Regions from separate parts of the Zea mays genome. Here regions 2, 3, 4 and 5 are each linked to region 1. Evidence: chromatin contacts called from public Hi-C data. All regions are on one chromosome and are shown on one strand. Each heading gives the region's core, a stretch centred on a gene start, on an enhancer-like site or on the middle of the called end of the contact. The rest is flanking DNA. Distances are from core to core; before and after follow the strand shown.

What was found. A called contact is a pair of places that touch in the nucleus more often than the background predicts.
Region 2: a Hi-C map of leaf shows a contact between it and region 1, with 8 times the contacts expected there. The contact joins the promoter of LOC100217109 here to the promoter of LOC100283185 in region 1. A contact is called at or near these places in 9 of 25 Hi-C or Micro-C datasets (bundle sheath, ear, leaf and 2 more).
Region 3: a Hi-C map of ear shows a contact between it and region 1, with 2.6 times the contacts expected there. The contact joins the promoter of LOC100277599 here to the promoter of LOC100283185 in region 1. A contact is called at or near these places in 2 of 25 Hi-C or Micro-C datasets (ear and tassel).
Region 4: a Hi-C map of leaf shows a contact between it and region 1, with 5 times the contacts expected there. The contact joins the promoter of LOC100281374 here to the promoter of LOC100283185 in region 1. A contact is called at or near these places in 4 of 25 Hi-C or Micro-C datasets (bundle sheath, leaf and tassel).
Region 5: a contact with region 1 is called in a Hi-C map of ear, with 4 times the contacts expected there. The contact joins the promoter of LOC103640187 here to the promoter of LOC100283185 in region 1. A contact is called at or near these places in 8 of 25 Hi-C or Micro-C datasets (bundle sheath, ear, endosperm and 3 more).

What each region holds. Positions count from the first base shown.
Region 1 is chr9:114,924,287-114,928,717 of Zm-B73-REFERENCE-NAM-5.0, reverse strand. It overlaps LOC100283185, which reads left to right and starts at 1,587. Exons shown (of 7, transcript NM_001156087.1): 1 at 1,587-1,782; 2 at 1,887-1,952; 3 at 2,126-2,176; 4 at 2,271-2,350. The coding sequence starts at 1,596.
Region 2 is chr9:115,237,437-115,241,902 of Zm-B73-REFERENCE-NAM-5.0, reverse strand. It overlaps LOC100217109, which reads right to left and starts at 1,991. Exons shown (of 2, transcript NM_001143478.1): 1 at 1,847-1,991.
Region 3 is chr9:115,206,669-115,211,065 of Zm-B73-REFERENCE-NAM-5.0, reverse strand. It overlaps LOC100277599, which reads right to left and starts at 3,107. Exons shown (of 1, transcript NM_001151114.3): 1 at 2,367-3,107. The coding sequence starts at 3,032. The coding sequence ends at 2,712.
Region 4 is chr9:115,321,940-115,325,962 of Zm-B73-REFERENCE-NAM-5.0, reverse strand. LOC100281374 reads left to right here and starts at 2,330. Exons shown (of 1, transcript NM_001154292.2): 1 at 2,330-3,984. The coding sequence starts at 2,806. The coding sequence ends at 3,900.
Region 5 is chr9:114,583,695-114,587,892 of Zm-B73-REFERENCE-NAM-5.0, reverse strand. LOC103640187 (cation-transporting ATPase HMA5) reads left to right here and starts at 2,060. Exons shown (of 9, transcript XM_020543877.2): 1 at 2,060-2,576. The coding sequence starts at 2,277.

The sequences.
Region 1 (4,431 bases), core at 338-2,837:
TCTAGACGGGCCACCCGGCACGGACCCGACACGGACCTGTTTCGGCCCGGTACAAATAGGGTCGGGCTAGGCACGACCCGTTGATGCTTCGGACTGGGTCGGGCTGGCCCACGTGCCTAGGAACATGCCCAAACCCGGCACGCAAAGGGAAAAATCGTGCTGGGCCGGCCCGTTGGTCCGGTGGGCCTCAACGTACCGGGCCGGCCACTGGCCCGAACCAACAGTAGAGCAGTATATAAATACATATATTTAACAGAATTAATCATATATCATAACATATTATTTACATATATTAAGACAACAAAATTCATTTATCAATTCACAAGATAATATCATATTAATACAAATATGAAATGATCACTCAGCCTGCGTCTGTATTTATGTATGCATTTATTCTGCTTAGAATTAAATGTATCAATATTTATATATTATGAGAGAATTAAATGTATGTATTTATCAATGCATTTATATTATGTTTGGCTGGACTGTTCTCATGCATTTGTTCTGCGTATTTAGTATTGATCATTTAGCAGGCTGAGTAATGTATATATTTATCTGTTAAATGTATGTATTTATATACAAATATGAAATAACAGTCCCGACCCATTTAATTGAATTGAGCCTGCGCTACACTGCATTTGTGTTCAAATACGCGGGCCGCCGTTGAGCCGACCTATTTATCGTGCCGGGCCGGGCCAAATCACGCGGACCGTCGTATCTGCCCATACCTGACCCGCTAAACGGGCCGTGCCGGGCCGTGTTTGGACCGGGCTAAATTTGTGCCGTGCCACGAATTAAACGGGCGGCCCGCACTCTGTTTGGACATCTATACTAGCCAGTGGCTGATCTGTGCTAGCTTGAGGTGGCCAGCAGACGGCAGGAAAGGCCGTGGCGCAGAAAAAATGTCGTCCATCAAATACTTCTAGGTAACCATCATGCCTGAGATAAATTGGGAAGATCGACATGCCCGACTTCCACCTGATTATCCTATGGTCAAATAGATGACATGCTACCACTTCATGTTTAAACTAGTGTACGGTTCACAGTAAACCGAGCATATATAAAGATTAGTTGGTCATGTTAATGCAACCTTCGCTTGAATCGAGTTTCCAACTTAACACGGCTGCTAATCATTCAACGCTCCCTCATCTGTACCGTTTGCACCCCACACATATTTATGTCCATATATAATGATATTGTTTTGTATCAACGTTCCGTAATCTTGCATTAAATATTTTTGGCTACTAAACGAACTCAGATAAAAAAAACTTTAACTATAAAGTTTAAAATTTTATCAAGCGCTACAACTTTAGTATAGGATGTACCATCAATAGAGATAGTCTAATTTTTTTGAAACAATTAAATCTCAAAATATATGAATTTTAAAATATATATTTGAGACTCTAGATGACTGTAAATAGAAAACATATCCACACCACTTTCATCCCTACCACCATCCAATTTACTTCGGCCCATGAGCTCAGAGTAGTTGGACGGTGGAAGCAGGCCTTAACGGTAGTGGAGGCCCAGTTGACCAATCGTCGAGGAGTCCAGGCCTTAACGGCGCCGACCGCTCCACGTCCGCATTCTGCAGTATGGCTCGCCGACTCTGCCGTCTCCCTCGCCTCTTTCCCCTCGTCTCGTCTGCATCCGCCTCCGCCGCCCCAAGACCTCATCACCTCCCCTTCGCCGTGAACCCTAACCCCGCGCCCCTCGCCCCCTCCTTCTCGTCGTCATCGCCGCCCGCTTTTCCGGGCCCCCATCGCCTCTTCTCTTCCACGAGTATTCCTCTCGATGACTCGATCCTCCTTTCGTCTCGCCCATGCCCCCCTCTCCATTTCGTGCGGCTCTCGGGGACTTACGGCTTTTTGGGTTGGCTGTTTCAGGTGGTTCAAGCATGGTGGTCGTGGGCTCCGCGGACTCCTTCAACAGCATCTTTTCCAAGGTGCAAGGTACGGCGCCGATTTCCTCCTCTCCCATTTCCAAACCATGCTAGATGCTAGTTAGTCCTTGCCTCCTTGGTACGTCTGGTGTTGGGTGACGAATTGGGTCATGGTGGTTCGATGGTTCGTTCGTTCTCTTGTGCCTCACTGGCTGTGAACTGTGATCCCTGTGGATCTTGCAGATGAAAAGCTACCAGCTGTCTTTTACTACACGGCGGTGTGGTGTGGACCATGTAAGTACTGCCTCATTCTGATGCCAGCGTTGCCAAGTATAGGGCTTCATTCATTTGTGTCATAATTTTGTTGTGTGATTGTGCCGCACTGCAGGTAGGGCGATCGCACCTTTAGTATCAAAGCTGAGCAGCCAGTATCCCAAGATACCGGTGTACAAAGTTGACATTGAATTGGTAAGTCTGCAAATTTAGATTTCACTGCTACTGCGATATGCTAGAAATTGGCTGTTAAGTGTTAGCCGTGGTGAGGTTTCTGAAGCAGTGAAGAACACAAACGTAAGTTCACTAACTGGAAGAACACAAACGCGAGTGTGTGTACTGAGAGCTTGTGCTGTGCAATGCCTTGCAGCTGTTCTGGTTTTTTCTCCTATATTATGCAATGCAGTGACTAAACATGCTACAAAGCTGGAGGTAATGGTGATCATGTCCCATGCAGTGGAGTGTCACCATGGCGCGCACGATGCCCAGTCTTCCTGGTCGTGCGCACGCAAGACTTGCTCAATGGCTTGAGCATCTAGGAATGGATAAACATGCCTAAGTCTATCAGGGTGCCTAAGTCTATCGGGATCTGGGGTTTATGCAACATTAAGTAAGCACTAACGTATGGGAATATTAGTATGCAAAGTCGCAGTTTGCTGCTTCTTCATCACCGCCACATTTACCACTAGTCCACTATACCAGTTTTAAGATCTCTGCTATACAGTCATAATTGCAGACTGGTGTGGTATTGTTTCCGATGCTTAACCAGTTAACCTCTAACTATTGGTTCTGACTAACCGATTCAGGTTACATACTGCCTTTCTAGCATCACAAATTTAAATTCAGGTGAAATCTGTGCAAAATTAGATTTAATGTTGTTACTACATTACTGAAGTTGTTCACAACCAGGTTGCCTGTTATGCTATGAAGCATGTATACGGAAATGCATATTGGTATCGAGCGGATACAGATACACAGATGTTTTAGCATTTCTTAAATAAATAAATAACTGTGCAAAATAAAATTCTAAAACCAGGAGCAGCCTAGAAGGAAACAAGAAACATTGAAATTGCCACCGTTTGCAGTTTTGATCACCAGTTACTAGTACAGACCTTCAAATGAATTGCTTATGATGGAGATGGACAGATGGAGGATGAACCACCACCGGTGATCAGCAGCCGCCAGGCAGATCTGAAGAGGAGGGGGCGAGAGGGAAGCCAGCCGCCAGTGCAAGGAACTGAAGAGTCGTGTGCTACGTGAAGGGTTTAGAGGGGGGCGGGGTTGCCGTTTTCATATGCCTTATAGTCAGGCCGAAAATAGGCAGCCCAAATAAAACTAAACTAATTCTGGTCGTTGTCTTTTCCAAGTCGGATGACTAATCAATAATCATGATTACAAGCTGATTAGTCAGACGATTGGACGACTAGTAGCCCTAATCGTTACTTCCAGTCCGACTTGGCCGATTTAATCATGATCGAACGACTTTTTTCTCTCTCAACGTACAGGAGAGCTGCGCATCATTATATTAAGAAGAAATAAGAAGGTCCAAAATGGACCCAGATACAAGAATTCCCTCCTAAAGAAGTCTAAAGCAAAGGGTCTCTAGATTTTTGTCAAGTTCTACCGGCAAGAAAGGAGAGACCCTTAGCTTCAGCCATTTCTCACGACTTGTAACCAATTGTGCGAAATTAGATTTTGTTATGTTTGATCAATGTTGTTACTACATTACTGAAGTTGTTTAGAACCAGGCTGCCTGTTATGCTATGAAGCATGGATACCGATATCGGTATTGAGCGCATACATATACACATATGTGACATTTTCCCCAAAGCCCGATAGGTAGATATGTTGTAGCATTCCTTTTTTTGAACATAATGGCAGGAGCTCTGCCTTTCATTTAAGAAGAATAATAGAATTGGCCCAGTTTTAAGGAAAATCGGGCCTGAAACCTACAGAGGACGTGATTGGTTGTTGGTTGCTGATGTGCTTGGCGTGAGCCAGCCTAGGTCGGTAGAGAAGGCCGCGCGCTCGCGTCTCCGCCCATGCAGGGTTATGGGTCGTTTCCTACCTAGGCTGCGTCCGCCTGTGCAGGCTACGCCGATTAAGTACAGGTAACCAATCATGGTTTCAAGCGTGGTCAAAGCACGCGCCGGGCCTGGTCGTGCCCGCTCGGGCAACCAATCACACCCAGAGTGCACAAGCAGCTCAAACAACGATAATCTCCCGCCCCCCAACTACCACCACCACCACACAGACACCCCCATCCAGAGTCAACG
Region 2 (4,466 bases), core at 742-3,241, 310 kb before region 1:
AATAAATAAAGTCTTTTAATACCAAGGATAGGTGGGTCCTACTAACTCTTTTGTCGCAAAATAGCATGACGATTAGCGGTTTCAAACTTCCAAGGTCGTCATCCATTTCAAACTTCCAAGGTCGTCATCCATTTGTCGGATTGTGTGAAGCAATGCGCCAATGAGAACTTGTGGATAACTTAAGAGTAACCGAACATCTGGCTTAAGGTGTCATGTGGCCATAGGATGTAGGCATGTAGCCAACAATGTAAGACTTCTTGGGTTGAACTAGTGGTAGTTGCAAGGCCATTGACACATGTCCTCTTTGGCTTAGCCCTGGCCACCTTCAAGAACCATGTGGTTGGACCGAGGATCTGCTGGGTCAGGGGATCTTGGATTATTGAGATAGTTATTAAAGTTATAGGGATCTAAGCTATATCTGATCATCATTTAAGTGTATTACAGATAAAGGTTGTCAAGTTCCAGATCTTAAATAGAATCAACGATGCTCAAATTAATAATTTAACATGTTGCAAGACTCTAAAAATAATAGCTCCCAGTCATGAATACATGACATTTTGGGAAGGAAAAAAACTAACACTAGTAGCACTATAATTACACAATAATTTACATGAGTCTAAAAAAATAAAATATGATAAAAAAAAGATACATAAACATATAGCACAAATGAAGGACATTACATCTTTATATAATAAAACATCATATGCCATGCAGTTATTTACAATCGATTACAGTAGGAGAGGGTAGCATGTAAATCATGATCACGGTTCACGATCCTACAAGATATTCTTGGCTAGAACTAGAACGATATCTAGAAACTGTGACTAGGGCAATATTCAAGCCAACCTAGGATCCTAGAAACTTAGGAATATAAGGCTCAAGAGAATATTAATGAACTTTTGTATGAGAACTATTCCTCTGATTGATTTAATGCAAACAGTGAAATGACTTGTGTACAGGATTGCTCTTGACAGAACATCTGAAGGGTACCATCAGAGCCACACATACAAGCACAAAACTGAACACCTCAAGTACTTTGCTTTTACCTAAAAGATGGACACCGGTTCCCAAAAATGGTGGTCATCCGTGAACAAGTTATGGGGACAAAAAGAACAGATCTATGATGGTGTTCCTAATCTTTTGTCAAATTTTCAAAAACAGAGTAGCAGAACTTCTTTTTACTAGAATCTGACAGTGTAGGCTTCTTTTCATCGTGTTCTTTGGTAGGGCCGTGACTCGTTTGTAATTAAATAAAAAGAGGCAAATTACTGTTTGCGGTGGCCGGTGGGTACCCAAAGATGAACAAGTAATCCAAAGCAGCAAAATGGAGCAATGGAGCATAAGCGATTCGAGCATAGAGGAATAGAGATTCGCGGACGAGAAGGTTTGAAACAAACCAAGCCGATCCCCCGACACGGTCTGACCACGGACTGAAGACACACGGTTTTCAAAGGAGCGCTATTTTTAGTAGTCAATCTTTCGTCAGACTAAATTAAACGCTTTTTAGGTGAAAATGTGGAAAGTAAAATACCCTCCAGTACAGCGCGCATAAAAATACGCTACAGCTACTCGGACTAAAGAAACAGCTGAGAAAACTAGATCGACGACGAGAGCAGGGAGAGATACCGCGGCAGCGGCAGCGGCAGCAAGAAGCGAAGCTCAGGTCCGTTCTTTCCTCTAGCCCAATTTTGCGCCTGGCAGGCCGCAGCTTTATAGCGGTGACAGTCCCCCAAACCCCAATTCCACATCGAAAACAGGAACGCGCAAAGAACCTCCAAAGATGGCCGCGAGAGGTCCAAGAAAACACCGGATCATGCGAATCAAGGACAGAAATTCCGACGCTCACTTGGAAGCTGCGGCAGAAGGTCGGCCGACGGGCGGGCGCCAGGCGAGACGGCGGGATGCCTCCTTCCTCGCGGCTGGCTCGGCTAGGGCACGGAAGGGAGGAATGGGGAGAGGAAGCCTCTTGGCCTTCTCTCTCTGTCTCGTCGACCTCCCCCTCTCTCTTTCCTCTAGTCCTCTCTCCCCTCGGTTCTTAAATTCTCCTCGGAGCGAGGGCGTGCGTCCCATTGGCAGCACCACCTGGCGCTTCCGGGTCCAGGCCAGGCCAGGCCTCTGCCTAGGTCCGTACTGAGGCCGCCCAGCTCGGGTTTGGCCTGGGCGCAAGCCGTCTGGGTGGTGTTCTGGGCTTTGACACGGGCCCAGACGTCGGTGGCAGTGAGGTACGGAGATATTTAACTCGACGTGGAAACGGAAGGTGGTTGTGCAGGTCGTGATGATGAGGTGTGTTTAGTTGGGAAATGGCTGCACTGTTAAGCATAATACCCCATGGTACTGGACCACCCTTAACACTCTGCGTCTCAGCGGTTGTCCGCATCGAAAGCTTCGATTATTGTCGCCTACGGAAAGGGTAGCGGCTCATGATTAGACTAATGTTAGCGCAAGCGATAGCCTGACAGCTGTGTTTGTGTGCTTCGTCTCAGCGCACGCGTTGACGGCGGCTAGAATCTCTTCCGGGTGGTTTTGATATACTTTCTCTGGCACAGGAGAATCTTGCTGGATTTTTAGGATTTTTTTTGGTGCTCTAGTATTAACCCTAATCTATACATGTGGAGATGGATTACGGTATAATTTAGTTTAAGTTATATCCTAATTGGCCTTAACACATGTGGATTGTGGTCAATACTAAAGTACTCAAACAGGTACGAGGAATTAGAGTTGTTGAAATGGTAGAATCCGCATCAATCAGACGCACTTACGTGCCTAGGCTGACGACACTTACGCACGAGGGTCGCCCTTGGCTATATATCTATATGGTCATGTAAAAATACAGCTTTGTTTACAACTGAAGTTTGGAATAGGAGAGCTGTTGGATAGCAGCAGATCGTGTGTATGGTCGTTTGTACTGTTTTACATTGTGGACTATATTGTTTACAGAATAAAGTTTGAAATAATGGGTGGAATAGAAGGTGGGATAGAGAGACGGTTGGAAATAGTCTTCGTATATCTCCAACAGCTTACTCATCTATATCTATCTTTTAAACTTCACTCAGTAAACACAATACAAAACAATGTTTTATACGGTCATATGCATGTTATATTAATCATGCCCTTAAGAAGAAGCAAATGCTCTTGGAGTAAAATAATCGAGCACAGCAAATGCACGTGACAGCAGACCATGAGGCTAGATTTCAATTTTACATCTTCGTTCACTAACAACAGGCTACGGGCATACCATCTAGCATCCGCCGCAAACACATGCATACAAGCTTTAGAGGAGATTCTCCTCTTATGTCTCTTCAGCAACATTCTTTAAACGATATTCTAAATATAAAGAACGTTCTCTCGTCCTCCGTTCTCTATATATAGAGATTTTCTCTCCTCTCTCTCTTCTATCCATTTTAATACTTTAAAGAATAGATTCAACAAAACTAAAATATGTACAACATATTTAAGAGTGTGACAAATACATACATACAAAAAAGTAAAAAATATGTCTCTAATATAGGTATTTATGTATAGAGGTCGAGATATAGATGACGTTGGTGAAGATTGTCGGCGTTTCGAGACCGGGGGGTCCCTGGGCCGACGAGTGAATGTCGCCGCGTGCCCCAGCCCAGATGGGTCGACGCGAGGCCGAGCGCGAAGGGGGGAAGTGAGGTGGCCGGAGACAGGCGTGAGAGAGGTGGAAATCCCATGGCCTTTGTGTTCGTCCCGCGCCCAGGTCGGGTGCGCTTGCAGTAGGGGATTACAAGCGTCCACGCGGGAGAGGGAGCGAGCGGCTTCAAGCGAGCGCCTGTCTCGTCCTCGTCCCCGCGCGGCCAACCCTCTCTAAGAGGGCCCTGGTCCTTCCTTTTTTAGGCGTAAGGAGAGGATCCAGGTGTACAATAGGGGGTGTAGCAGAGTGCTACGTGTCTAGCGGAGGAGAGCTAGCGCCCTAAGTACACGTCATCGTGGCGGCCGGAGAGGTTTTGGCGCCCGGTTCGTGTGATGTCGTGGCCGTCGGAGGAGCACTGGAGCTTGGCGGAGGGACAGCTGTCGGAGCTGTCGAGTCCTTGCTGACGTCCTCTTGCTTCCGTAAGGGGGCTGAGAGCCGCCGCCGTTAGGGAGCGTGTGGGGAGCCATCATTGCCTATCTGGCGGAGCGAGCCAGATGGGACGCCGGTCTCGTTTCCCGTAGCCTGAGTCAGCATGGGGTAGGGTAATGATGGCGCCTCCTGTCGACGTGGTTGGTCTACGCCCTAGGTTGGGCGATGTGGAGGCTCCTCCGAGGTCGAGGTCGAGTCTGTCTTCCGTGGCCGGGGTCGAGTCCGAGCCCCCGGGTCGGGCGAGGCGGAGACCGTCGGCTGAGGCCAGGGCTGAGTCCGAGCCCTGGGGTCGGGCAAAGCGGAGTTCGTCGTCTTCTGGGGCTGAGCCCAAGTCCGAGCCCTGGGTCGGGCGGAGCGGAGTTCGCCGTCTTCCGGGGCT
Region 3 (4,397 bases), core at 1,858-4,357, 280 kb before region 1:
TTAAATGTGCATGCGATACGGTCGGTTGGTAGGGCGATCCGGCCGAGGTCGCTGCACGACAAAGTCTGCCCGAGCTAGGCTTCGGGTGAGCTGAGGGTGCGTCTGCTGACTGAGGGGACCCTCGGACGAGGCGTGAATCCGTCCGGGACTACTGTCCTTGTCCGAGGCTGGGCTCGGATGAGGTCGCGTCTCTTGGTAGACGTGGCCTTGACTTGAACCGTGCTTTATCAGCCGTGTATGGTTTGTTCTGAAGATGTTTTTCAGCCGTGTTTAGGAGCATTGGGGGTACCCCTAATTACGGTACCCGACACTTCTTCACCTTTGTATTTTAATTATATTTCTTTTGATTAATGTTGAGACCTTTCTTGTTGGTCAAATGTTAAGATAACATACTGTTCAATTTTTTGGGTAACACGTCGTCTGAACCTTTTGATCAGGCACACTGAGTCCACTAAGTTAGGGTGTGTTCGTGTCTTGGGAACTGTGGCCTGGAAAAATTAAAGTTTATTCCTTGCGGCTTTAAGACAGTTGTTCGGACTGCTGCAACTGCAATCAGGGGCGAAGCCAGCCAAGAACGTCGTCGGTGTCATCATCATTGGATAATAGAATCAGATACACTATAAAACAGTATATTATAATGTTTCTTTATTGGTTTTACAAAATCTACCGCTGTTAGATGACACCAGCAATTGCACCTAGCTCCGCCCTTGACTGCAATTTATAGAGATAAAATACTGTAGAAAAAGTAGAAGTTGTTTTGGAATAAGCCACGACGAACAGGCAGGAATACTTAGAATAAGTTTTGACCAGCTAGAGTAATCAGTGACTCTGTTCCTAACAAACGAACGCACTGTATGTATCAGTCAGTTTTCTTTTCTTTTATGTGGAATCGTATCCGTCGGATGCTCCTCTTGTCGAGACCTTCCCAAACCTACAAACAGTTATGGGCTCAATGCAAAATGGTTTAACAAAATTTAGAAACAGATTAAAGACTTGTTTGGTTAGAGGTGAATTGAGCGAACAAGGCATGGGTGGGAGGAAAAAATCTAAGAGCAACTCCAGTAGTTCTCTAAAAGATTTTCTAATTTAATAATTTAGGTAGTTAACATAAAAACTTCTCTCCAACAGTTCTCTAAATGAACTTCCTAAATTTAGCAACTTCTCATCTAACACCATTTTCTCTTAACATTTGGAAACCATTTAGCAACTCGCTAAATAAAAATGTTGACTGCATTATATAGATAATGAAGATAACTGTTAACATTTGTGACTTATTTTTTATGTGGACAGATACAAAATAAAACTATAATCTATATTTAGAGAACTATTGGAGAATTTACATTTTTTACTATTAAAGTTATTTAGCAACTTTTAAAATATATGGTTTAGAGGACTAAAATTTACATAACTGTTAGAGTTGCTCTAAAGGACATCCTTTTAGCCCAAAATGGGCGTGTATAATTGCTGGCTTTGCAGCAATAAGTCTGTTTAGCCAGAGAGGTGTTCGGGGTTTGCAAGTTCAATGGACGAACATGCAAAAGTCAAAGACCTTCAAAATAAGATTATACTGCTTGCGCCAAAATAATCTTCAGCTCTAATCTTAGCTCAACAACTAGGCTGCATCGTGGCAAGAGAAAAAAGAGAGAGAGAGAAAGAGGATAGCTCGATACTATAAATTAGAGCGGGAAGTAAGACATTTTATAAGATTTATTTTAAAAAAATTACAGTCATCGATGTAACAGAGTACTAGTACTAAAATCCACCTACTGCCAGGCTAGTACTTCCACCGTAATTCTAGACAGAGGGAGTAAGTAGTACGACCACCAAACCCTACGCTTGCCTGCTGCAGTGCCGCGCCGCGACTCGCCGTTGATCGGTGCATGCACCATCTCGAGGGACACGCGGGGGCAGCCTTGTTGGATGCGAATAATCACGGCGGTGCGGCAGAGCGGTGGTGACCGTGACTGCCGTAGCGGCACAGGGGCGGCGAGCAAGCAATAATTGCAGTGGCACCAAGCCACCAACAACTCTGGATGCGATGCAATGCAATCAAACCTTGCCAGCCTCGCCCCATCTCGCAGCCTCCCCGTCATGCCGGTCGCCACCATGCCGCCCCGCATCACTGCGTCAGTCACTGGTCTGGACTCCACTGGAGCAGCAGCCTGCCAGAGTACCACCGACAATTACTAGCGGTTTAGCACTCACTAATCCAGACAAGGGCCAAGGATCTGCAGCATGCCAATTGCCCTCTCGACTCTCGTCCACAGCTTAGCAAAAATATGCTGTAGCAGAGATTATTCCACACAAAAATTAAAAAAAAACTCAAGAGCCGGCCAATGGAGAGGGCTGTTGTGGATGAAGCAGCATTAGGCGTGTAAGCTTTCGGAATGGAAACATTTCCTCTTGGCCGATCCCTCATCCTCCGACCACGGGAAGAGGAGTCGTCAAGGGACGTACGGCGGCAGATCCTTGATTACAAGCCATCGCCACCTCTCAGGCCTCAGCATATGAACATACTCACACAGCTACAAGATTACTAATTGATGATACTTCTTCTACAAGACTACCTAGCTATCAGCTACTACAGCCAATGGCTGACGCGCCACCAGCGCTTGGACGCACGCAAAGCCAGCTCCCGAAGCGGGTGCGTTCCATCCGACGTCGGGGTGGCACTGGCACCTACGACCCTGGCCTCGGCCGCCTCTGATCTACTACTGCGCCTGCCGCGCGGCGGGGGCTGCGAGCACGAAGCGGGAGGCGAAGGAGCAGTGGGCCTCGTTGCCCTCCAGCGCGGTGCCGAAGTCGAAGTTGCGCGCGTAGCTCAGCGGGTCGTACTGGTGGTGGTGGTGGTGGCGGCAGCGCGCGGACGACGACGCGGCGGCGGCGTGGCGCGCCCCGCCCGTGGCCGCGCACAGCAGCCTGCTCTGCCGCCGCAGCTTCCGCACCAGCCGCCCCAGCGCGGGCGCGCACCCCCCGGGCGAGGACGACGATGGGGCCCTCCTCGCGGCGGCACTGCTGCCGGCGTCCGCCATGGTCTTCGGTCGCTCGACGCTTACTGCTGGAGTGCTGGTGTCCCCCTGCCTGCCGAATGTGAATGAATCTTGGCGACTGCGAGCGGTGGTGGAGGCGGAGGGACCGTGTGATTTTATAGCGAGCCGAGCAGTGGAGCGAGTGGAGCGGAGCGGGTGGTGGTTCGCGCTGTTGTGTTGGTGGGCAGCGCGCGGTTTCGCGTTCGTGCCATGTGGTCCGGACGTGGTCGCGCGAATAAAATACGGCGCGGCGAGTCGGGGGGCCAGTGTAGCGTAGTGTAGACAGTAGAGTAGGTGTGGTGTTTTCCGCTTCTTTTTGGGCAGGATAATGGCTCCAACCACTCTTCTTCGTGGCTACTCGACCTAGTACCTTTTGTTGCATCTAAAAGGGGGATGAACTCATGATTAGGAATGGATGGAGCTCGGAGCGGCGGCAAACAAGATGCATGCGCTTAGCTCCAGGAATCAAGGGAGCTGGCAAGTGACAAGACAAGATCACTCTACTCCGGATGCTGTTCCGTTGGGTCACCAGTCTGTCAGCTGGCGAATCGGCCGGCGTGAAGCGGGAGTACGCGCCCCGACGAGCCAGTCGGCAAGGCAACGAGGTTTTGGGCGTTCCGAGGCCGCGCGGAGAGGAGGACGCGGAAGAGGAACATGAACCTCGGCAGCCGTCGGTGGGCGGTGCGGCGCGCGCCGGACTCGCTAGCTGGCCGGCACGCCGTGTTCCGTACTTCGGGCCCTGCGTCCGGAAGAGCGACATCTTTCGCGTCCAGGTCCAACCGTCCAGGCAGCTGGTCCGTCCGTCTGACGACGATACGTGGCGGGCGCAGCACGAACAGCGCACGGCACATTCATGTGCACTTGTCCTCGCAGCGAATGCCGTTCGAGGTGATGCGTACCGAGTCCAGGTCAAGTCAGCAGATTGCTTTCACTGCCTGCCCGTCACAGGCTCACAGCACTGTCAACGCATCATGTGCTGATTGTTTGCCATGTCATGCTCATACGTGTGCTGTCTGGACTCTGGACACCGGACTCTGGGTCCTCGTTTGGAAACCAACACATTTCCAGAATCTAAACTGTGCACATTATTCAAGAAAATTCAACCTAACGTTAAATAATTGAGATTCTTTCTTGCAGCACACTATCCAAGATAGAGAAACCAAGATGTTTGGAACTGTAATAGATAAAGTTTATCTGATTACAAGAATATCTATGTAAACAAGGATGTAACAGTTAGTCAGCTAATAAGTTGTTAGCTGGTTCTAGTTGGGTTAGAGTAGTTACCAACTAATAATACACATTAAAAAGATATATATCTAACAATTAACTGGTCTATTAGCTGATCTGTGCTAAACTTCTCAACTAATC
Region 4 (4,023 bases), core at 1,081-3,580, 400 kb before region 1:
GCAGCTGAGAACAGATCGAGGTCGTAGGAGAGCGATCAAACCTGAGAAGAGGGAGACCACACAACTAGGGTTCACTCGCAGCTGAGAACCGATCGAGGTCGTAGGAGAGCGATCCTTGCGAAGCAAATGAAATCAAATGAGAAGACAAAGCAGATGAAAGTAGATGAGCAGCCAAGAAAGGGGCTAACCTCTCGTCGCCGACAGCGAAGCAGATGAACCCGAGAGGCGAGAGCGAAGCAGATCGACAGAGAAGCCGATCGAGCTCGTCCGCGGGCACGGTGTCGTCACCATGGGTCGAGAGAGATGACGGCAGCGAGGGAGCACGGTGACTGCGAGTGAACCCGAGAGGCGAGAGCGAGTGAACCCGAGAGGAGAGAGCGAGAGCCGCGGCGGCGGCGGCGGCTGCGAGTCGCGAGAGGAGAGACTGTGAGTTAACCCTAGAGCCGCGGCGGCCAGGCTCACTCGTGAAGGGAAATATCTGCGTTCAAAATGGGCCTGGCCACAATATCGCATAGGGCTCATCTCAGCCAGGCCCCCCCAAGATGGGCCAGGCAACCAAACATGGCGGCATTGATTCAAATGGGCCTGGCCGTGCACTGGGCCAGGCAACCAAACATATCCATAGTGTAGTATAACAGATCTGCACGGGACTCATATGTGGACAAATGATCAACAAGCATGGAAAATCGTTCCACATACTCAACAACCGAGCCCGATTGCCTGATATGAAATAGCTGGTGAATCAAGGTCTCGTGCTGGTCGTGCCCGAAGCGGTCCTGAATTTGAGAACAAAATTCAGACCACGACCAACCATGGACGCGACGCTGGATAGACTGAAGCCATCCTGTAGCTCTACCCAAAAAATGCATAGTGGCTACCCTGATCCACCTAGTTGGATGTACTTCATACATGTCAAAGTAATTTTCACAGAGTGATTTCCACAGTTGAGGATTATCTCCGTTGAAGCAAGGCAAATTCACACGTGGCAGGTTGCCCCAACCCTCATGATTTCCCTCAGGAACCCCAAATCCCTCAACATCTATGTGAAACTCATTGCGCACGGTAAAATCAGGATGGGAAAACTCAGGAAGTTTACCCTTGACCGGGCCATGGGGTTGGGGTGGAACTCGCCCAGACCCACGCTCCCGGTGGTAATCATCGAAGCGGGTGCCATCAGGCCTATCGACGCTGTGGGTTTCAGCAGGTGGACGCCCAATTGCCACCATCGAGGAGGAAATGAGACCAGGCTTGGCGAAATCTAATGCCATGGATCCACGTTCCATGAACTTGTTTGCCCAAGAGATTTCTAGCGCAATGTTGTCGAGCCTCTTCTCGACCTCCGGACGCCAGCCATCGAACTGCGCCAGATCCATCTCGAGAGAGATGAATCGTGCCTCCGACTTCTGCTCAACCTCGACGAACCGCTGCTCTAAGTCGCCGCATTGGCCGACCATCGCATCGGTGAGGCGACCCTCCATCTGCGCCAGTTGGCCCCCATCTGCACCAATTGGTCGAGCACACGCTGCATCGTAGCATCCATGGCTAGGGTTGGTGTCGAGCGTGGTCGACGACCCGGAATTGGTGGTAGGTCCTCCAGGATGAACTACTCTGATATCAAATGTTAACCTTCGAGAGAGTAGGTAGAGAAGGAAAGGGAAGAAGATACTTGGAGAAGAAGAACAGGAGAATGGTAGTGTTGTTTTTCAGTTATTGCATAACCCATTCAGTTTCGTCAGAGGTCTCAAGTACTATCTCACGAGTGCTGCACTCTGCGACACGTCTGCTGGGCTACCATTCCACTCGGCCTCACAACGATTAGCTTACAAGGCCCATTGTGGCCCAATATATTTTGCATTCGGCATCCTTTTCCGTGCTCCACGGCTCCTTGCCGTGCCCACCTTGGCTTGTAGGTTCATCCATAGAGCCTCCCGTTGTCGCCCTTGACGCCAGCAACTCCTTCCCATTTTTGTTGCTCACACCTTGCTGGCTTCCTTCACTGTGCCTCGTGCTTCTTTCTATGTCCCATAGGTTATAGCATTGCTGGTAACTGGCTGACAACTATCAATTCCAATCTCTAGTGTCCCTAATCGTAGCCCACAACCCATAATAATTATTTTATTAAGTTTTTAATTATGTATGATTGTGAATTGGAAAGATTTTGATTAATCGTGCTATTAAATTGTTAAAAATGATTGTGTATATTATATTAGATGGATATCCGAAATCCATCGAAAACCCGATCGATATAGACATGGATATGAATTTCTACCCGCTGATATAATTAAATACAACCTTGGATATAGTTGCAGATCGATCTGTTGTCATCCCTGTTCTTTGCCCACTTTCACCTTGCTTTCCCCATTTCACACGCTTTCCTTCCGCCCATTGACGAGTTGACGACCAACAGACCCAGGCCTCCGACCAGATCGAGGTGAGCGAACGTGCCCCGCCTGCGCTGGTGACGGTGAGGGTGAGGCCGCACGCCATCCGCCATCCTCACTGATGGTTCCGTCCCGCCGCCATCGGAGAGTGTAGAAGTGGAAGCAAGCAGATAAACCCCAGGTTCTGTACTTCTGTCAACTGTCCTGTTTTTCAGACGAAATCGAAACATGTTAGATCAATCAATGGAGACCTCTTTTTAGTGTCGCACTTGTTGAAACGGATCCACTCGAGACTTTTTCAGATCGATTAGGCTTATTCTTGGGGCTGGTAATGTGAGCTTCTCACTACCGGATTTTCCTGCTGTTTTCTGATGCCCATGCCCGTCTCTCGCCCGTGCAGCACAAGTAGTTCGTAACGCCATCCATGGGATCCTCCTTATCGAACCTCACCGACGCCGCTTGCATCGTGCACCAGTTTAAGATCAACGGCTACTCGGCTACCAAATCCATGGCGAGGACGGACTCGCTCCCGTCCAAGCGGCTGGCCGTGGGAGGGTACGAGTGGGAGGTCCACTACACCCCAAGCCTCCTCGTCGACGGCAGCTACATGATAGCGTTCAGGCTCGTCCTCCTCGGCGCGCCGCGTCGGAACGACGTGAAGGCGGCGTTCAGATGTCGGCTGCTGTATCCTTCCACCAACTACGGTCATCAACGCGGTGCGTGCGTCAGCGATTCAATGGGGAACGTGGAAGGTCAGATGTCTCATGCGTTCAAGCGGGCGAAGGAGAGCTCGGGATGGATTCCGCTCCGCAAAAGGAATGTTGTGGAGGCGGCCCGGGTCATCGAGAACGACTCTCTCACTGCCGAATGTACCATCACGGTGGTCACCGAGCTACCTGAACCTGATACAGCAAAGACTAACGCCGTCTTGCCCCGAATTCGGCGATTGACGGGCGTGCATTCCTTGCACCATGATCTCGGTGAGCTCTTGGGCAAGGGAACCGGATCCGATGTCGTGCTGGTGGTTTGCGGTGAGTCCTTCGCAGCGCACAAGGCCATACTTGCATCGAGGTCCCCGGTTTTCATGGCCCAGTTCTTTGGCCCCATGAAGGAGACGCACTCGCAGTCGCAGAGGGTGGAGATCATGGACATGGAGGCGGCCGTATTCGGGGCCATGCTTCGCTTCATGTACACCGACGTGGTGCCCGAGCTTGAGCGGCAGGAGAACGGCGACGTCATCGCGCAGCATCTGCTTGCAGCTGCGGACAGATATGGACTCGACAAGCTCAAATCGATGTGCGAGGACAAGCTCTGCGGTGGCACCACAGTGGAGACAGCAGCGACGACTCTGGCGCTGGCAGAGCAGCACGGTTGCCCAAAGCTCAAGGCTTGGTGTGTTGAGTTCATCGCTGCAAACCTTGATGCCGTCATGGTGACCGAGGGTTACAAGCATCTGATGACAAGCTCCCCGTTGGTTCTGAATGACCTTCTGAGAGCTGTGCGTGGAACGAAGAACTGAAGAACATTGGTAGTTGTATTGTATCTGCTCTCTATGAATTCGGTGTTTAAGTTTATATTCCTTCCCATTGAGGAAGGGTGGATTGCTGGAAGGCTGTCATTTGAGAACTTGGCTTCATTTCTA
Region 5 (4,198 bases), core at 811-3,310, 340 kb after region 1:
CGACGGCCGACAAGTCAGCGTCGAACGTTTGCGGAGCCGGTTGCCGTGTCCCGTCCAGCCAGCCCACGCACACGCACGCTTGGCTTGCAAACCACCCCAGCCTTGGTCGGGGTCGGGCCCGCCCACAGCACGCTCCAGGCAGTGCCCCCTACCAAACCAATCCATCCACCCTCACCGGTCACCTCACCGATGACGCAGAGCAGTTCGACGAGTTCCTTCCTTCCAAGTTTCATGTCCGGGGACGGCAACTCACCGGAGCATCAGGCAGGCCGCGCATCTCCCTTCCCGGCCAGTTCCCACCCAGTCCAGTGCACTCCTGCCGTGCCGCGCGCGGCTCCTATGTGCCATCGTTGTCCGGAGTTGCGCGCTCGATCGATCGGGCAGCTACCCGTTTCCGTCTCGGGCTACTAGCCTACTACGAATGCGTCGCGCGTTGACCAGACAGACACGTACGTAGGATGCGCATGCGTACGTGGACCGTTGAACACGTGCCTTTTCAGTTCGTGCTTGTCATCCGGGTGGCATTCTCATCAGGGCACGGCCGCACGGGTCTCCCGTCCCGTTACTCCGTTAGCATTAGCACAGACGCCAGCGCCCAGCGGTCCAACATATAGAACACACTACCCACATATACTAACATAATATGGCCACTATAAGACGGGGTATTTTATATTCTTCAGATTTCGCGTTATTTGTAAGGAACTGTGCTGCGATTTTGCATCTCTCTCTCTCTTTTATAATAGATCGAGTGTATGGACTTTGAAGTCAGGGTCTCACTTTTCGCATGAATCTGGTCGAAGCAAGGCTAAATAAAAAAACGTATATGTATAGCTGTTTCGCTGACGACCTACCGGTGGAAAGCTGGTTTAGCTCAACTTCTCCCTCCGCTCCACATGGATAGCCACGCTTCAAAATTCTAAACAACACACAAAACAGACAACATGTTTCTTCTTAACCACCGCGCTCGCTTTCCCACGTAAATTGTCCAACACCGTTTATTTCTTTTAAAAAATAAGAAATGAAAAAAAAATCAACAAGAAACTATTTTCCCAAAAGAATCCTATTTAATTTGGTGACAATGAGATCACGGGAGGATTGAAGGAGATTGAGGGGGAAATAAACTAATTCCCCCTTCAATCCCTCTAATTCCCCTATGATTCTTGGTCACCAAATCAGTCCTAAGGGCTACTTTGTAAACTTCAAATCCCCTTCGGGATTGGAGAAGATTGATGTGAAAATGAACTAATTTTCTTTCCAATCCCTTCAATTTTAAAAGAGATTTGAGTTTCTAAACTAGCCTTAAGAGAAAATAAACTAATTTCCCTTAGAAAATGAAAAACCTTGGAAAAAAGGGCTCACAAACTAACCTTAAAATAGAAATGATCTTGTCAGGTATCATTATCCACGTGAGCTAGACCGAAGCTCTGCTTTTGCTTCAAACACACAACTATTACCATCCACGTGAGCTAGATCAAGACTGTGTTTTTGCCTAAAACAGACAAAATTACCATTATCCACTTGGGCTCATGAGCTATACCAAAACCGTGATCTTATGCATAAGTGGAGGTTTAAACCTTTTAGTTGGCTCCATATCCACATCTACCTAACTAATAAAACATACATATTTTATAAAAAAACAAAAAATATATGTAAATAAGGTTTATCGTAGCAATGCACATACGTCTAACTAATATACAATTATGCAGCTGCACCTAGAATTCTAGGTTGACATGGAAGAGTGCTTTGCAATGCTGACGTCTGAATTCCACAAACCCGTCAGACATGAAACCAAGTCAGACGAAAGAGATAAGCCGTCTTAGATACCTGAAAAGTAAAAAAGGAAGAGATCAAATGGGAAAGTTGCCTCTCCCACATAAATCTACGAAGATACCAATGTATAAAATGTATAAAAGTAAAGAGTAATGAGGGTTTATTTAGATTTACACTTTTAAACGTTAGCTTTAAAAGTTGGAGAAAAATCCAAATCAATATTTTTTAAAAGAAGAAAAAGGAAGCTTACTCTTAAACTATAAAGCTCTGCTATAGAAATTTAAGATTTAGAACTGATTTTATATTACTAAGAGTATGGAGGGAATCCAAAAGCGCATACACATATCTACAAAGACCCGCGTGCTCTGCAAACCACCGCAATTTGGCCCACGACCGCCGCCTGTTTTCCCGGTTACATATATAAACTAGCCCCTCCTCGGCTCCTCGCAATTCGCCTCCCACCAAATATTCCTACCCCGCTGCTCCACCCCCTGCGTCTGACGGGCATGGCCCACCTGCAGCTCTCAGCGGTCGCCGGCGCCCGGCCGGCCGCCGCGGGCGGGCGCGGCGACGAGATGGAGGACGTCGCGCTGCTCGACTCGTACGACGAGGAGATGGGGCTGCCGCTGCCGGGTGCATCGGGCGCCGAGGCTGCGGAGGCGCACGTGCGCGTCACCGGCATGACGTGCTCCGCCTGCACCAGCGCCGTCGAGGCCGCCGTCTCCGCGCGCCGCGGAGTGAGGCGCGTCGCCGTGTCGTTGCTCCAGAACCGCGCCCACGTCATGTTCGATCCCGCGCTGGCCAAGGTGCTTACCGGTGCTCCTCTCCTCGCTTTGGTGTGGCGTATTTCGACGGGCGATGCGATCCTTGCGTACTCGCAACCGTTGAGTGGACGCGAGGCTCGTGCGGTTCCGTGGGAAGTTGGGAGCTCTCCCGTACGCTTGCGTGGTGGTATTTTTGTTTTGAATTGTCTGCGTTTTTTCCGGGTAACTTGTTCGTGTTTGACGATGGTTGGACTGCGTCTGCGTTTTTGCGTGTCAGAATACGAAACTGAATCGCGTGTGTGTCGAGCACTTGCTTCGTGCTATTGAGTGAATTGCATATGGGCGTTTTTTTTTTGCTTGAATTGAGAGTGCCTTGCCTTGTACAAAACTCGCTTGGGTGGTATTGTTTCATCGACCTCTGATTTGGTTGGTGGAGTAAATGCTGTATAAACTCTGAGAAATCAGGAGTTATAAGATTGGCTATTACGATGCTAAAAGTTTTTGCTCCTTTTGGCTTTCGTGATTTGGTGAGCTGTACCTTCGTTGGAAGCTCGTGATTGTCGATCGCCTGTGCATCGTGGGCATCGAAAGCTCAAAGCTGGCACGCGCTGAAGCAGTCATGGTACCAGGGGAAATGGGGCTCTTGGTGTACTACAATCACTTTGGATTGGTAGTTGAGCTAACGAGCTGCTGATTATGTCTTTCATGGGGAAAGAAATGCTGAACTCAACTTTCAGTTCAGGAAAGTTACACAAAAGAGAAGGGGCGAGATTTTACTTTGCTACGATAACAGCGAAGCTGAGTGTGTTTCGTGCACCATTCTGTTGTGGCACGCTAAATATGGTATTGTGGACGAATAGCTACTAAGGCCATTTGGTTAGAGGGACTTATCTTTAGTTCCTGTTTTTTAATCCCTATTTTGCCAGATCGGAAGGACTAATTGACTTTAGTTTCTAGTCCCTCACATGGGTTTGCTAAAAAGGACTAAAAGACAACATTTATTCTAATTGCCCTTGCCTAGAAAACCGGCGTGAAATAAGAAAAAAAGTATTTGAGTCTTTATGTGTTGCATTTAATATATTTAGAATTTATTTAGTCCTTACAACCAAACAGGGTAAGGACTAAAGTTTAGTTCCAACTTTAGTTTTAGTACTAATGGAACCAAACAGGGCCTAAGGATGTGTTTGTTTGGGATTATAATTTGCCTAGATTATATAATCTCATTTATTTTGAACTTTAATGAGATTACATAATCTAGGCAAATTATAATCCCAAACAAACACCTCCTAAGCTATGGACCTAAGCAATCTTGTACATTCTTGTAGGACCACTCCTGGCATAGTTACTAACTTCTCAAAAACACACCATTACTTGGGAACTAAAAGCTAATATATTATATTAGCATGCAATCTTCTATGATGTCCAATACTCCAGTTATGTACGGTAGCTTACACATTGTTATGTACTTTGTTTCACTATGTGTCAACAGGAGATCTACATTTTCAGTCTTTGTTAACAGAGAAGCCATTTTAGCCATGAAGTTCATTATTCCTGTGGAAAATAATAGATGTACATAATCTATTAAACTATGCCACTATGCTAGTTTTATTTTAATAATGATGTCCAATATGTTTACTTGGCTCACATATTTTCACTTTTGAGTC